Linked DNA regions of Mus musculus: all the other regions are linked to region 1. The links are chromatin contacts, called in public promoter capture Hi-C maps. All regions are on one chromosome and are shown on one strand. The core of a region is the stretch at or near the end of the contact, and the rest is flanking DNA. Distances in the headings are between cores, read along the strand shown. Region 1 holds the start of Lhfpl4 (lipoma HMGIC fusion partner-like protein 4). Region 2 holds the start of Camk1 (calcium/calmodulin-dependent protein kinase I). Region 3 holds the start of Ogg1 (8-oxoguanine DNA-glycosylase 1).

Region 1 (4,669 bases), core at 740-3,239:
CCAAGACCCAGCCTTGCAGGAACTCGCAGTGAATCTTTGATGTCCTTTTCTTCTGGATGGCTCAGCGTGGCTCAGCAGGCTAGGAAAAGAATAATTTAAGACAAAGCAGGGAACAGGGCAGGAGATTGCTTGGAAATCACCCAAACTGGAAGCATCTGCAGCAGGACCCCTCTGTCTTCTTACATCTTCCGTCTCCCGAGTCCTCTTGACTCCAGTACCCCGCATTGGAGTGCCACCCTTCAGGGGGCTCATCCCTGCTTATTAGATGGGCGAGATGGTTTGTGACAGGTTGACAGGGCAGTTGTCTTCTTCCATGGCATGTCTTCCTTGGCTTCTATCCCCATCTGCAAAATGGGAAGAGGTATTGGAGGAGATTGCTTGCCCCATCCCTTCTGCTCATGCTTCCAGGACCACAGGATCCTTGGCAGGTGGAAAGGAAGGCTCCTTCAAAGAGAGTGGAAAGAGAAGCCAAGTTCATGCCAGTACTCCGTTCCTGGGGATGGTGAATTCACATGGACCTGAGGTCTCAAGTTGTGGAATTTGCTAGGTCCATTCTCCCTTTATAATCTGGGATTCAAACGCCTGTTTCTTATAAAGACATCAAACAACAACAAACCCACCCACAACCCCACCCTGTTACCACCATTTCTTAAAAGTTGAAAATGTTGATCTAGGATGTCGCTCTGTTAGTAGAATGCTCTCCTGGTTTGATCTCCAGAAACGTACAAAACAGACACAAAACAAGCTTGTTGGTGCATGCCTGCGATTTCAGCACTCGGATAGAAGCAGGAGGATTCCTGCATGTTCAAGGCTACCCTGGTCTTAACACAGTGAGTTCTAGGCCAGCTAGAACTACTTAGCATACTCTCCCCAAATAAAGCAGACTTTTACAAAATACATAATCAGAAAACAAAAACAAAAAACAAAAAGGAGAACCAAAAAAAAAAAAAAAACCCAAAGACCAAAAGAACAGTTTCTTATTTCACTGGAAAAAGACATTTAAAAATATGACATGAGTTTTTGCATATAGATATGAGTTTCAACAAACATACTTCTCTGTGTGGTCCAGTGTTTGGGATCCACTAACATGTGCGTGCTCGAGCACACACACACACACACACACACACACACACACACACACACACACACACACCTCTATAAAATGGGGCATAATTTGTCCACTTTACAGATAAGGAAACAGGTCCCGATAGCTCAAGTTCAAGGTTAGTGTTAGTTTGTCTGGGTTTCAAAGGCTAAGCAATGACTGAGTCAAGCTGCCTCCCAGGAGTGCCCCTGAGGGTGTTCTTTGGCCTAATCACCACCCTTGACTTTGAGGCGTTGTTGTTTAGATCTTCATGATGTTCAGACTTCATGGCTTGCATCGACTTGGGCACGGGGGAGGATGTAAAGGAAAAACCAGCTTGCCAGCCCCTTTCCCTCCTGGTTTTGGTACTCAGCCTGGGTCTTGTTCCCTGGCTCCATCTCCTTGTTCTGTGGGCCAAGGAATCCCCAAGGCTGGCGTGGGGTGTTAACAGTTTAGGAGTTTCCCTCTCCCAGGGGGGTGTTGACAGTTTCCTAGGAGACTCTGAAAACCTTCAACGCCTCTAAGACGCAAAGGCGTGGAAGCAGAATGGAGAGACTGGAGGCATTGTCATAGATGGTAGGGGGTAATCAGGAATCAAGAGATTGAGTTCAACGTCTATCAATAATCCTCATTTCGTTCCTTCCCCCATTTCCACGGGCTTTGTGGGGAGCTGGAACCCCACAACTCAGGTTGACCGAAGGGAGTCCCAGTAGTCAGGAGGCCTGAAGCCGGGGCTGGGGTAGAGGCTATGTTTCTGGCTGAGGGACCTCAGGGTCACCGTGCCTGACCGTACCTCTGACTGTCAGAACCTGGAGGGCCCCTTTCCCTCCTCCTCCCCCGCCCCCCTTCCATTCCTCTCAGTTCTTTACGCCCGCGCGGGAACGCGCCCCGGCCGCGCCGCGCCAGTGCCCGGGAGCGCGCGCCTCGGCGCGGGAGCGCGCCCCGGGGAGAGCCGGAGCAAGATGGAGGCCGCGCAGAGGACGCCGCCTGGGCCAAGGCAACCGCTGTTAGGAGCATCGAGCACCGGAGCTTGAGCCCTGCCGGTCCCGGATCAGCCGTCCCGACTCGGCCCAGGTTGGTCTTCCCACATCCCTTCTCCGCGGCCGCAGCCTCCGCGCGTGTCCGGCCTGGGCGCGGGGCAGCCCCCCCCCCCCCAGCTCTGGCCCTACCCGGGCCCAGCGGCTCCCCCGCGCCAGGCACGGCCCCTGCCCACCGCCCGCCCCTCCAGGCCCAGACTGCCCGCTGGCCTCGATCGCCTGTTCCCTTGGCCTGGAAAGCCACTCTCCTCGGCCCTGGCCCGCCAATCCTACACTACCCCCCCGCAGCCGACATTCAGCCCCGGCTTCTAAGGAGCCCCCCCTATCCCCGCCCCCCAATCCCCGCCACAAGTGCAGACCCTGCAGTGTCAGCCCCTGATTCCACGCTAGCCTCATCCTGATTCCAACACTTAGCCCTGGGTACCAGCTCCAGTCTTCTGCCTGGCCCTACTGTAACCTTCCTCGTGCCCTCAGTACCAGCCCCTGACAACCTCTTCTCTTCCTTATAGAGAAGCGTCTATCCTCTTTCAGATCCCCTTTAGACACCCAGTCCCAGACCCACTACCCCTAATAACAGCTCCAATATGCCCTTCCCAGCTCTCTCTATTCGGTGCTTGTTAATGCTCCAATATTGATCTCCATCTTTCATTACATCTCCCCACGTCCCCTTCTTAATCCAGCACCAGTTCCCAAGCCCCCTCTTGAACTCCCCCACGAGCACTTTCTGGCACCCCCCTACTTCCAGATCCCATGTCCTCATCCCATCCCCCCCCCAACTTTCCCATGACTCCTTCTCAGGCCCCCCAATAGGAGGCCTTCAAGTCGCCGCCCCAACACTGTCATGACCCCCTCCTAGCTCCCCAGTCAGCCCCCAGGTTCCCAGCTCCGCCTCAGGCCCCGCCCTTGCGAGTTCCTAGACTCAGGGCTGCTTCTCGCGTGCGTCCCCAGCTCCCGCCCCGCGGCCGGTGGTCAGTCCTGGGCCGGCGGCCCCCTGTCAGCCGCTGCCGCCGGCCCCGCCCCCGGGCACCATGCTGCCCTCGCAGGAAGCCTCCAAGCTCTACCATGAGCACTACATGCGGAACTCGCGGGCCATCGGCGTGCTATGGGCCATCTTCACCATCTGCTTCGCCATCATCAACGTGGTGGTCTTCATCCAGCCCTACTGGGTAGGCGACAGCGTGAGCACTCCCAAGCCTGGCTACTTCGGCCTCTTCCACTACTGCGTGGGCAGCGGGCTAGCGGGCCGCGAGCTCACCTGCCGGGGCTCTTTCACCGACTTCAGCACCATCCCGTCCAGCGCCTTCAAGGCGGCCGCCTTCTTCGTGTTGCTTTCCATGGTGCTGATTCTCGGCTGCATCACCTGCTTCGCTCTTTTCTTCTTCTGCAACACTGCTACTGTCTACAAGATCTGCGCCTGGATGCAGCTCCTGGCAGGTAGGGGAGGAGTGGGCGCAGGACCCTTAGCAAAGATGCTAAAGATGGGAGCTCTTTCTTGGAAGAGTCAGGGCTAAATTCCTCTTCTCTGTATTGAGACACTTCAGGCCAGCTCTCAGCAGCTACTGGGGAGAACATTCAACAACAGAGAGCCACCTTAGGGCAGGGGACAATCTTTAGAATTGGTATTTGGATCCCTCATGTTGAAAGCTCGGGTCTACTGATGGATTAGCACTATGTTCGTGTTTTGGGGGTCTTTATTGGCGGCGTTTGAGGAGGACAATTTTTTTTCCTGAGTGAGGGCTTACTATAAGTATGATCAATTTCTGTTATGCTGGGGGCGTTGATGCAGAAATTGGTGACTCGAGAGACTTGTCTTGGACCTTGAACTCACTGACATTGTTGGCTTTTTTGAGGTTTGGTTTCTCATCTGTAAAATGATGCAGAGGAGAAATCCTGTCCTGAGAGTTGGGAGGCTATCTGTGGTGTTGGTACTGAGAAGATGCGTGTGGAAAGCTTGCAACACAAGCCTCTGAAGAGAAGGTTTCCATCCTTTTAAACGTACCCCTGACCCACATTCAGGAAGGGTTCTGTGCCACAGTCAATGGTGATGAGTCCTTTGAAATCTCTGAACTGTTTGGCTGGGATAGTCATCTTCCCCTAAGGCTCAGGGAAAGACCTTTTGGGAATGAGAAATGCTGAGACAGTTTCCCCTGATCCATTAGAGTCCTGTGTCCCCACCCACTCTTCGATCGCAGTCACATTTTGAAAACTCAGCAGCCTGGATATTTGCCTAATTGCAGGAAAGGAAAAGAGAGTTGGACCGGGCAAAGCGGAGCCTAGGGACTGAAGGGTGGGGAAGAAGATGGGTAGAGGCTAGGGGGAAGTTTGAAGCCTTCCAGGGATGGGAAGGAAAAGAGAAGGCTTGATAATGGTGCATTAGAGATGCTTCTTTGCAGTAAGCACTTCAGATCGTTCAACAAGTGGTCAGCCTTTCAAAAGGGGTGCCCAAAGGAAAGGTGATAGATGACAGCTTGTAAGCAATCCCACCGCAGGATATACTGCACGGACTTGTCTCTGCAGTGTGGTATGTGTTCACTTGAACCTTTCCATT
Region 2 (4,669 bases), core at 1,008-3,507, 150 kb before region 1:
CTCACACACTCTCACACACATTCACACAGTCTCATACACTCTCTCTCTCTCTCTCTCACACACACACACACATTCACACAGTCTCATACACTCTCTCTCTCTCACACACACACACATTCACACAGTCTCATACTCTCTCTCTCTCTCTCTCTCTCTCTCTCTCTCTCTCACACACACACACACACACACACACACACACACACACACACACACACAGACTTTCTAAAAGTGAGAATACCTGAATGCCCCCAGAAAAGCTTTAAAAGCATGCAAAGAGTAAGACCAGAAAAGGTGTGTAAGCAGAGACTGGCCAGGTGGCTCAGTAGTTAAGAGCAGTTGCTGCTCTTGCAGAGGATCCAGGTTTGGTTTTCAGTAACCCACGCGGTGGCTCACAATCACTTGTAATTCCTGTTTCAGATGATCAGATACACTCTCCCAGCTTTCAAGGGCTCCTGCGTGAGCACGGTTCACATATAAAATGGCAGGGTCACATACATAAATAAAAAAGTAAAGAAATCTTTTTAAAAAGTTGTACTAGTCTTCAGAGGGACACTATCACCCAGTAGTGTTGTCATAGAGATAAACACAAAACTGTACTGACACAACTCCCTGGCTCAATAGTATGTTGAATGGGTGGTGAGGAGACTAGAGGTGTGGTCCTAGGTCAGAAGTGGGTTAGGAATCTGAGATTCTGAGATGTGAGGGAAGAAAACACCTCTTAGTCTCTGACCCTCGTCAAATCTTGCTTTTCCTGTGAGCCCTGGTTTATATGAAATCTTTTTCTCATGTTTTACTTTGTTTTGTTTATGTACTTGTGTATGTGAGTGTGCAAGTCTATGGCAGCCAGAGGAGGATGTCAAATGTCTTGATCTATCACTCCCCACCTTACTCCCTTGTACAGCACCCCTCTCTGAACCTGGGGCTAGGCTGGTGGCATGCTCCCCCTCAGTTCTGGGGTTACAGAGGCACACAGCCCCCTCCAGCTTCTTACACAGGCTCTGAGTATTTGAACTCAGGTCTTGTCCTTGAGCCGCTCGCCCACTGAACCATCCCCGAATCCTCCTGTTTTGTCTTTTCTTCCTCCTCCCCTTGAAGGAGAACCTCACCACCGGCTTGCTTAGAACATTTCACAATGCACCTATCTCTGCTTCTGAAGTGCTAAGATTGTGTCAGACACCACACCAGCTTGTTTTGAACTAGTGTTCTAAGTACTTGCACACCCACTACACAGAACTCTCAAGAAAACTTAGAGTCAGTCGTTAATAAGTCCATGTCTCAGGGAAGAAACTGAGGCTCAGAAAGGGAGAGCAGAAAGGGAGGTGGTTGACTTCAAAACCTTTCTAGCATCTTAGCTTAGTCTTCTGAGGCCTGACCACTCCAGGACAGAGGAGGGCCAAACTGGGAGAAACAGAGGTTGAACTCAGGAGGGAGAGCTGCCCTAGACAGGCCAGGTTGCGTCCTTTGCCTGGCTCCAGGGCAGACCTACCTCTAATTCCTGCCAGTTGATTCCCCTTCTAGTCTGAGCTCAATTTAGTCCCAAAGAGCCTTGCATAAACCAAGTCGGGTCAGGTCCCTTGGCCCCAAGCCTAGAGCCCCAGGAAGGGATATGCTCCACCCTCCCCACCCTGGCTCCCAGCCACGGTCACATGGCACTTTGGTCCTCTTTGGCTTGCTTCCTTAAGGATCCAGATTTAACTGCATCTCCCCCTTCCACTTCTCTTCCCTAGTCTCTTTGAGCAGTACCTGAAAGTGTGTGGGATAGAAGCCTTAGCTCTGTTTTGCTGGTGTAGGTCCTCAGTTTATCTGCCTATTAAATGGGACCTTACAGCTTTTCATCAGCCCCTTACTAGTCTTCTGAGTCTTGCATAGGTCCAGCTCCTTTTAAATGGAAGGTGAGGAGAGGAGGAGAAGGAGACTAAGAACTCTAAGGCAGGTCCCAGAACTGTTTTGAAAACAATGCCAGGTTCAAGCTGGCCAGCCTCTGGCATCTCATAAATATTGGTTCAAAAATCATCTGCTTCTAACTAAGTGCTGATTTCAAGACCATCTGTGGCTCTCACTTGTCTCCTGCTGACGACCAAAGGGCACATAAGCATGCTATAGGGCCTGTAACAGAACAACTGGGCCCACTTCTCCAGTCCGAGAGTGCTCGTCCCTAGTCCCCAGGTCCTCTGCCGCAGGCTCCTCCTCCATTGACATCAGAGCCGCAGGCGGGCCGAGGGAGCCGAGCCCCAGCCGAGCGCCAGCGACTGAGCAGGCAAACTGACCAGGCACAGACGCGGCGGGAGCTCCGCACCAGCCACCTCGGCCCTCGCAGCCAGCCCCGAGGCGGGGCAGCCGCAGGTACAACTGAGGGTTGCCCCGGCTCTGTGCAGCGGGGCGCTCCAGCCACAAGATACTGAAGCCCAAGGGTGGGAGGGGCGCCTGGCCCCTGGACAGACAGACGGAACAGGGCTGGGCCTTTCTCTCCCACCTCCCGTCCCAGGCCCTTTAGGTGCTAGGTGACCTCCATGGATATTGCCTGGATATCAGAAAAGGGTGGGGAAGGGTCTGTGTGTGTGTGGTGTATGTCCAAGCGCTAGGCCTGACCATGGAAGGGCGTGGGCATTTGGAAGAGTAGATCGGGGAGGGCATGTGAGGGGTTCCCTGAAGCAGGAATGTGCTTCAGTTGTGTAAAGGTATCTGGGAATTCATTTTTGTTGTTGCATATGGTGTTCAAGGATACACACACACTGCTGTCTGGCTTGCGGGGTAGAGTTCAGGGGAGGTTTGGTCTTCCTCTGAGGGGGTTTAGTTAGGCAGATTGTTAAGGCTTGGTTTGCTGTGTAGGGCTCTGGGCTGAGGAGTTGGAGGGCATAGACAGGACTAAGTTGCTATGTCTGGTATGTGGGAACGGATGCCACCTTGTTCGTGTGTGCATGGAATCAGTACTGCAGTGTAGGGTCTGGGTGTTTTGGATGGACAGGTAGGTGTGAGTGGTGTATATGAACGTGTGTTGATGCTGGGCATATGTGCACAACCAGGTGACGTGGTGTGCAGTGTGATGGATCTAGCAGGAAGGTGTCTGGACTCAAGATTCATGTACTGCTGATGTGGAGTGGTGTCTGCTGCAGGGTGTGGAACTGTGAGGGTCATTAGTGCTGGCATCCATGTGGGTTTGACTTTACATGGATTTACCATTGCCTCTTTCATCAGAAAACCTGGGATGCTGGCCAATGCTCTGGGAACAAGGTCCCACTCAAGGAGTGGACTCTCAGTTCTGGTCAGGGTGCCTTCTCTTCATTCTTCCCAAAGGAACCAGGAGGTTGCTTTCCCAGAGCTCTAGGGCATGAGGGGCTCTGTTCTGGCTTCAAACTCAGTTGATTCTGAGATGTTGACTTTTCTGAATGATTCCCCCAGTCTAGTAGTCTCCTACTGGACCAACACATGACACCCTTTGTCCTTAGCAAGCTTAGCTGGGACTCTCTTGGGCAACTCTGGACTCATTCTATCCATCTCCAACCTCAGTTTCCGAGATTTCTCACATGATACATGGGGAGAGAACCCACCCTTTCTTGTAAGATGACACAGAGCTGTCTAGGGAAAGGTCCAAGATAGGTCCCCTCCAGGAGGGGACAGACAGGTGAGATCAGTTTTCCGGCTGCTGGGACACAGACAGGGAGTCAGGAGGGCTAGGTCTGGGGAGTTCCAGCTGTGGCTGATGTTGCCTTGGTAACAGTGAGAAGGAGCTATTTAAAAACGTGGCTGAGATATTGCTGGAAGCCCAGGCTGCCGGAAACCTGATTTCCGAGAGGCTAGGGTGGCAAGGAGGAGGAGGAGGAGGCGGAGGAGGAGGAGGAGGAGGAGGAGGAGGAGGAGGAGGAAGGGGCCCTCTAGGGCGCCATCTATGCTGCTCTGGGGTCTCATGTGCTATCTTCCTTGAGGGGGAGGTTTCCTTGGGTGTTAGGATTGAGAAAAAGACTGGGGCAAAATGGAGAATGAAGAATTGAAGGAATGCACAGATACCGAGAATTTCACTACTAGAAATGATCTTTTGCAAACATGCTGAGTGAACATATGATGGGGGAGGCTGAATGCCTGTTGCTAATGAACAGATCCAGGAATGAATGAACTCATGCTGCCTGCTCATGGGGCATGCAGTAGATTCTCAGAGAGGATAGGCCCTCTGAATCTCTTTCTCTCCATTTCCTTCCTAGGAGCCCTGGCTGTGGCTGGGGGGCAGTGGGCCATGCCAGGGGCAGTGGAAGGCCCCAGGTGGAAGCAGGCGGAAGACATTAGGGATATTTATGACTTCAGAGATGTTCTGGGCACGTGAGTCTCAGGATGGGGTGGTGGTGGGGTGACAGGATTGGGAAGGGCTTCGCTCCTGAGCCTGACGGCTGGAGGGGCTAAGTCTGGGGTGGTGCTTCCTCTGGTCAGCTCACGAGCACTTACTTCCCTTTCCTACAGACCAGGGCTTGTGGCAGCTTTGCCATGGTGCAGACTAGTCCGGCCTTCTGGTTTTGGCTAACTGTGGGGAGGATGGGGCCTTTCTTGTCCAGTCATGGGGTCCTTATGAAGAGAAGGAAGTCCAAGAGAATGGGAGAACTATTTATCTAGATTGCTGCCAAGAGCTGGCTATTCTGGCCTGGGTTTGGAAACTGAGGCTGGACATGGTTGCTCTTGATGA
Region 3 (4,669 bases), core at 1,221-3,720, 130 kb before region 1:
TGTCCAAATGCTGAAGGGGACGGATGCACCTACTCACCAGCCAGGGCATGGAGGTTTGGGAAGCCATGATAAGTGACATCATCAAGCTGAATGAGTCGAGGTCCAAAGGCCTGGCAGAGCCGTTCCACCATGCCAGTAATGCGAGCAATGTTGTTGTTGGAGGAACAGATGAAAGAGAAAAGGCACTCAGTGGGGTCTTGTCTCAGCAGTCTCACACCTGGAGAGCAGAAAGGTCGGAGCCTGGGGACACACCTCGAATCCCTCCACATCAGACACTACACCTTGAGGCTCCAGGGGGACCTGGAAGAATAAGGGACTGCTCGGGTCGAGAAATCACTAGGCTTCTGCCTTGTGGCATCCTGTGGGGTCTGGGTGACCATCCCATTCCACTGAGAAAAAAAGCCACAATGCAAGCACCACATGAACAGGGCTTCATTTTGTGTCCTTTTCTTTCTTCACCAAAGAGTAAAAGTGATTGGGTATATAATGACAGAATGACGTCACCTGCTCCAGGACACACAGTCAGGATTAGGCCCCATATCTTTATCACTTTCCTGTGGATGATGATCATCATCATTATAATAATAACAATGTGCTAAGTAGAAGCACTTTAGTAAGTACATCTTAATTATTTGCTATTATCATGTGTGTGTGGCATAGCGTGAACTTTTGGGAGTTGGTCCTCTCCTTCCAGTATGTATTGGGGCATTAAACTGCATGACAAGTGCTTTTATTTGATGAACCATCCTGGTGGCCCTGTATCTGCATGTTACGGAAGGCAGAGTCACAGAGATGTAACTTGTAAGCCACCATTCCTGCCCCCTTGTACTCACCTTGGAATTTCTGGGCCACTCTTTGGAAGTGGGAGTCTACAGAAGCCCAGTGGCTATACAGCTGTGCCAGGCTGACATCTAGCTGAAAGTACTTGTGTAGGGTTTCCAGCTCCTCTAGGGTGGGCCTGCTGACCTGGCTGTCGTCTCCTCGGTACACAGTGCAATAGAGCTGGTCCTCCGTCTGAGTCAGTGTCCATACTTGATCTGCCAGCACGCCACTCCAGTGAGCAGGGCTCTGCTCCTTCCACCTGGGCACCCCAACAGACAACCCTAGCATCGTTACCCATCTTGAACTCGTTAAGGTCCTTTCTGTTTTACAAATGTCCCACCTGTAAACTGACTAATTAGTTATAAATAAAAGTGGTATGTCTTCTTTCTTTTTCTTTCTTTCTTTTCTTTCTTTTTCCCCGAGACAGGGTTTCTCTGTGTAGCCCTGGCTGACCTGGAACTCACTCTGTAGACCAGGCTGGCCTCAAACTCAGAAATCTGCCTGCCTCTGCCTGCCAAGTGCTGGGATTAAAGGCATGTGCCACCACTGCCCGGCTAGTTTTCTTTCTTTCTTTCTTTTTTAAGATTTATTTATTTATTTATTTATTTATATGTAAGGACACTGTCCCTGTCTTCAGACACACCAGAACAGGGCATCAGATCTCATTATGGATGGTTGTGAGCCACCATATGGTTGCTTGGAATTAAACTCAGGACCTCCAAAAGAGCAGTCAGTGCTCTTAACCACTGAGCCATCTCTCCAGCCGCCCCCCCCCCCCCCCCCGCTAGTTTTCATCTTTTTGTTTGTTTGTTTTTTCGAGACAGGGTTTCTCTGTATAGCCCTGGCTGTCCTGGAACTCACTTTGTAGACCAGGCTGGCCTCAAACTCAGAAATCCACCTGCCTCTGCCTCCCGAGTGCTGGGATTAAAGGCGTGTGCCACCACCCCCGGTGTAGTTTTCATCTTAAAAATAAAAAAGAAGCGGTACTGGGGATTGAACCAAGAGCCAAGTGCGTGAAAAGCAAGCACTCTTATTACTGAGTGCATCCCTCAGCTTCCCCCACTGATTTTTATTGCATGGTCCTCATAATCCTGCACAGTCATCACCTCTACTTCCTAAAGAAGGTTAAAAGGCAAACCACCGGTGCTTAGACTCCAAAATGTACTCTCATCTATTGCTCCCAACATTCTCTGTATCCCGAGTGGGCAGCACTGAGAAGTCAACATCCTAGGGAACAGTCCTCCCAAGTGCAGTCACTCACCGGAAGGACTGTCCAGAAGCTAAAACCAAGTCCAGACGCAGCTCAGAGCGTGGACACGGGATAGAGGCCCAGAGGGCCGGGCTGGAGCTTAGGGTGCGATGTCTCATGCTGCTAGGCAGCCAGGAACGGAATAACATTCGGCTAGCAGCCCCAGCCCATTACGGCACTGTCCAATCAGAACTCGACTTTCCCAAGTCCTAAAGCCTCGCACACAAGTGACCACACACACCGGGAGTGTAGCACCGTGGGTCCTAGCTTATGGGTCCGGTGTAATTTTAATTTGAGTCCCTGTTGAATGAATTTCCCTCTCCTCGTAGGAAAGCCTCTCGCACACCACCAAACCCCTAAACGCCCCACTCCGCTCTCCCGTGCAGCACGCCCCGCCTCTTCCTCCGGACGTGGCCCCGCCCCCAGGACCTCCCGGCGCGCGCCTCCTCCTCCTGCGCAGCCCTCGAGGTTTGGAAAGGCGCGCCAGTATGGTTCTTCCGGGTCCCAGTTTACTCCCACCGGAAGTAGATCCTTGCTCCCGCTTATTTGACCCTAGAGGTAGCCAATCCGAGAAGAAAGTACGAAGCACCAATGAGAACTCGGGAGTGCCGGAGTGGGCGGGCCTGTGAGGTGGGAGCGGTTGGCCTGCTGGCCTCGCTGCTTGGCGATTGGCTGCCAGAGACCCGGCTCTGCCATTTCAGGGCTTTCGGTGCAATCTCAGGGCCTGCCTGCAACTTCTCGTGCTGGCCCGCACTGGAGCCACATCATTGCGGGGCGTAGTGGTACACACCGGTCGTCCCAGAACTCGGTAGGCAGAGGCGGGAGGCACGTTTGAAGCTTAACTAGGCTGGGCTTCATGGCGAGACTCTGTCTCAAGAAATAAACCGAAAGAATCTCATCCTCCCCTGCTCAAGCCTTTCTCCACCGAGCCTCTTCTGAGGCAGTGATTTTTCAGCGCTGTCCCCTCCACGTCTTGTCAGGAGGCCCCGAATGCGCCATCTCGGGCTTCCCAGGCTTCAGAGGCCAGTCTCAGGTTTGCTCGCCCTGGCTACAGCCTGCGGCACAGCTACCCGCTCCAGTCCGAGCGTGGAGAGATGGGCTTTCTTTGGAGTTCACTCCGTCCAAATGCCAGTGTGTGGCTCTAGGCAGCCTAAGGGACCAACACAACCAGCACCAGCCACCTTGTTCCAAAAAGGACTATATCATTTATAATTTTTTAAGACAAAAAAAGAATGCTTAGGCTAAGAAATATGAACTTCAGCCGGGCAGTTATGGCGCATGACTTTAATCCCAGCACTTTGGGAGGCAGAGGCAGGCAGATTTCTGAGTTTGAGGCCAGCCTGGTCTACAGAGTGAGTTCTAGGACAGCCAGGGCAACACAGAGAAACCCTGTCTCCAAAAACAAACAAAAAAAGAAAAGAAAAAAAGAAAGAAAGAAACATGAACTTCGGACACTAGTTTGACACACTAGGGCATTTTCCATCAAGCAGAGAAATTTTCGGGTTGTGCCTAAATTATTGGACTACAGACTCAAGGGCAGGGCTGGATGCTGATTAGTGTGTGTGTGTGTGTGTCTACAGAAAGGCACAGCACACCTGCTAGAACACTATTAACCAACATCAAACAAACTGGGTCTTTTGTCTCAGTTTCATTAAGCAGTAGCTGTAAGGCTCTCAGCATCCATGTTTTACTGTGATTACCTCATCTAAAGGCATGTCACCTTACAGGTGCCTGGCACTGAGAAGGCATTCTCTCCAACAAGACTTTAAGTTAGGAAAAACGCCAAGGTTGCATGTGCATTAACAGGCTGGTACACACCTACTTTGTTTTCAACTGAAGTGTCTGAAGCCCTTCAGCTACAGTCCTAACAAAGGACTTGAAGCAACTGAATCCCATAAGATGGCAGTAATGGACTCATCTGGTCTTAGGTGCTAGCTGAAAAGACACCTTTCCAGACAAAGAGACCTGGGTTTAAGTCCTAGCTCTCCAACTTCTTAGTTGTAGGAACTTTGGCGAGTTAATTTTTCTAAACCTTAGCATCTGAGGTAAACAACCTGTAATTAACACACCCCATAATTACTGTAAAGATTGCACAACAGTATATCTAAAGGTACTTAGTATGGTCCTGTCACTGTGGAGATAGCTGCGTATTATTAGCCATCCATAGTTATTGCAGGGATTAGACACAATTTATGTATTTCTAGGTACTTAGGGCAGTGCCTGAGAGTACATAGGACATGTGAGCTCTTACTTAGCTTTGCTATTCAAACTTTTCAAAGACGGGTTCTTGTTATGTTATTCTGCCTCCCCTTTGAACTCATGGCAATTCTCCTGCCTCAGCACCTCACGTCCTGGGATTACAGGACCGTGCTACTACTCTATCTAGCTTGCTTATATGTCTTATGACTGCCGTGCACAGTCATCAGCAACCCTTTGGGCACAAAGTACATCCCAAGTATGAGGCACAAAGCTCTCCCTCGGAATCCCTCTGTCCTAGTAGAAGGCAAGAAGAAAGAATTCTAAATAGACTTTATTTTCTAAGAATCAATATATTTTCTTCCTTTGAAATAAATACAAACCAGTTTGAAAGGTAGGGGG

The links. Promoter capture Hi-C pulls out the DNA fragments that hold promoters and counts their contacts. Capture Hi-C pulls out chosen DNA fragments and counts their contacts.
Region 2: a promoter capture Hi-C map of liver shows a contact between it and region 1. The contact joins the promoter of Camk1 here to the promoter of Lhfpl4 in region 1. A contact is called at or near these places in 4 of 39 promoter capture datasets (the C10 cell line, embryonic stem cells and hippocampal neurons), 2 of 115 datasets of contacts at active chromatin or transcription factors (embryonic stem cells and pancreatic cancer cells) and 3 of 9 other capture datasets (liver, macrophages and pancreatic islet).
Region 3: a contact with region 1 is called in a promoter capture Hi-C map of neural stem cells. The contact joins the promoter of Ogg1 here to the promoter of Lhfpl4 in region 1. A contact is called at or near these places in 3 of 39 promoter capture datasets (the C10 cell line, hippocampal neurons and neural stem cells), 1 of 484 Hi-C or Micro-C datasets (embryonic stem cells), 1 of 115 datasets of contacts at active chromatin or transcription factors (embryonic stem cells) and 3 of 9 other capture datasets (adipose tissue, liver and pancreatic islet).

Annotation. Positions count from the first base shown.
Region 1 is chr6:113,192,704-113,197,372 of GRCm38.p6, reverse strand. Lhfpl4 (lipoma HMGIC fusion partner-like protein 4) reads left to right here and starts at 1,989. Exons shown (of 4, transcript NM_177763.3): 1 at 1,989-2,158; 2 at 3,070-3,555. The coding sequence starts at 3,150.
Region 2 is chr6:113,341,510-113,346,178 of GRCm38.p6, reverse strand. Camk1 (calcium/calmodulin-dependent protein kinase I) reads left to right here and starts at 2,257. Exons shown (of 12, transcript NM_133926.2): 1 at 2,257-2,343; 2 at 4,197-4,311. The coding sequence starts at 4,229.
Region 3 is chr6:113,324,777-113,329,445 of GRCm38.p6, reverse strand. It overlaps Ogg1 (8-oxoguanine DNA-glycosylase 1), which reads right to left and starts at 2,470. Exons shown (of 7, transcript NM_010957.4): 1 at 2,084-2,470; 2 at 834-1,081; 3 at 38-217. The coding sequence starts at 2,220. Brpf1 (bromodomain and PHD finger containing, 1) reads right to left here. Exons shown (of 13, transcript NM_030178.2): 13 at 4,584-4,669.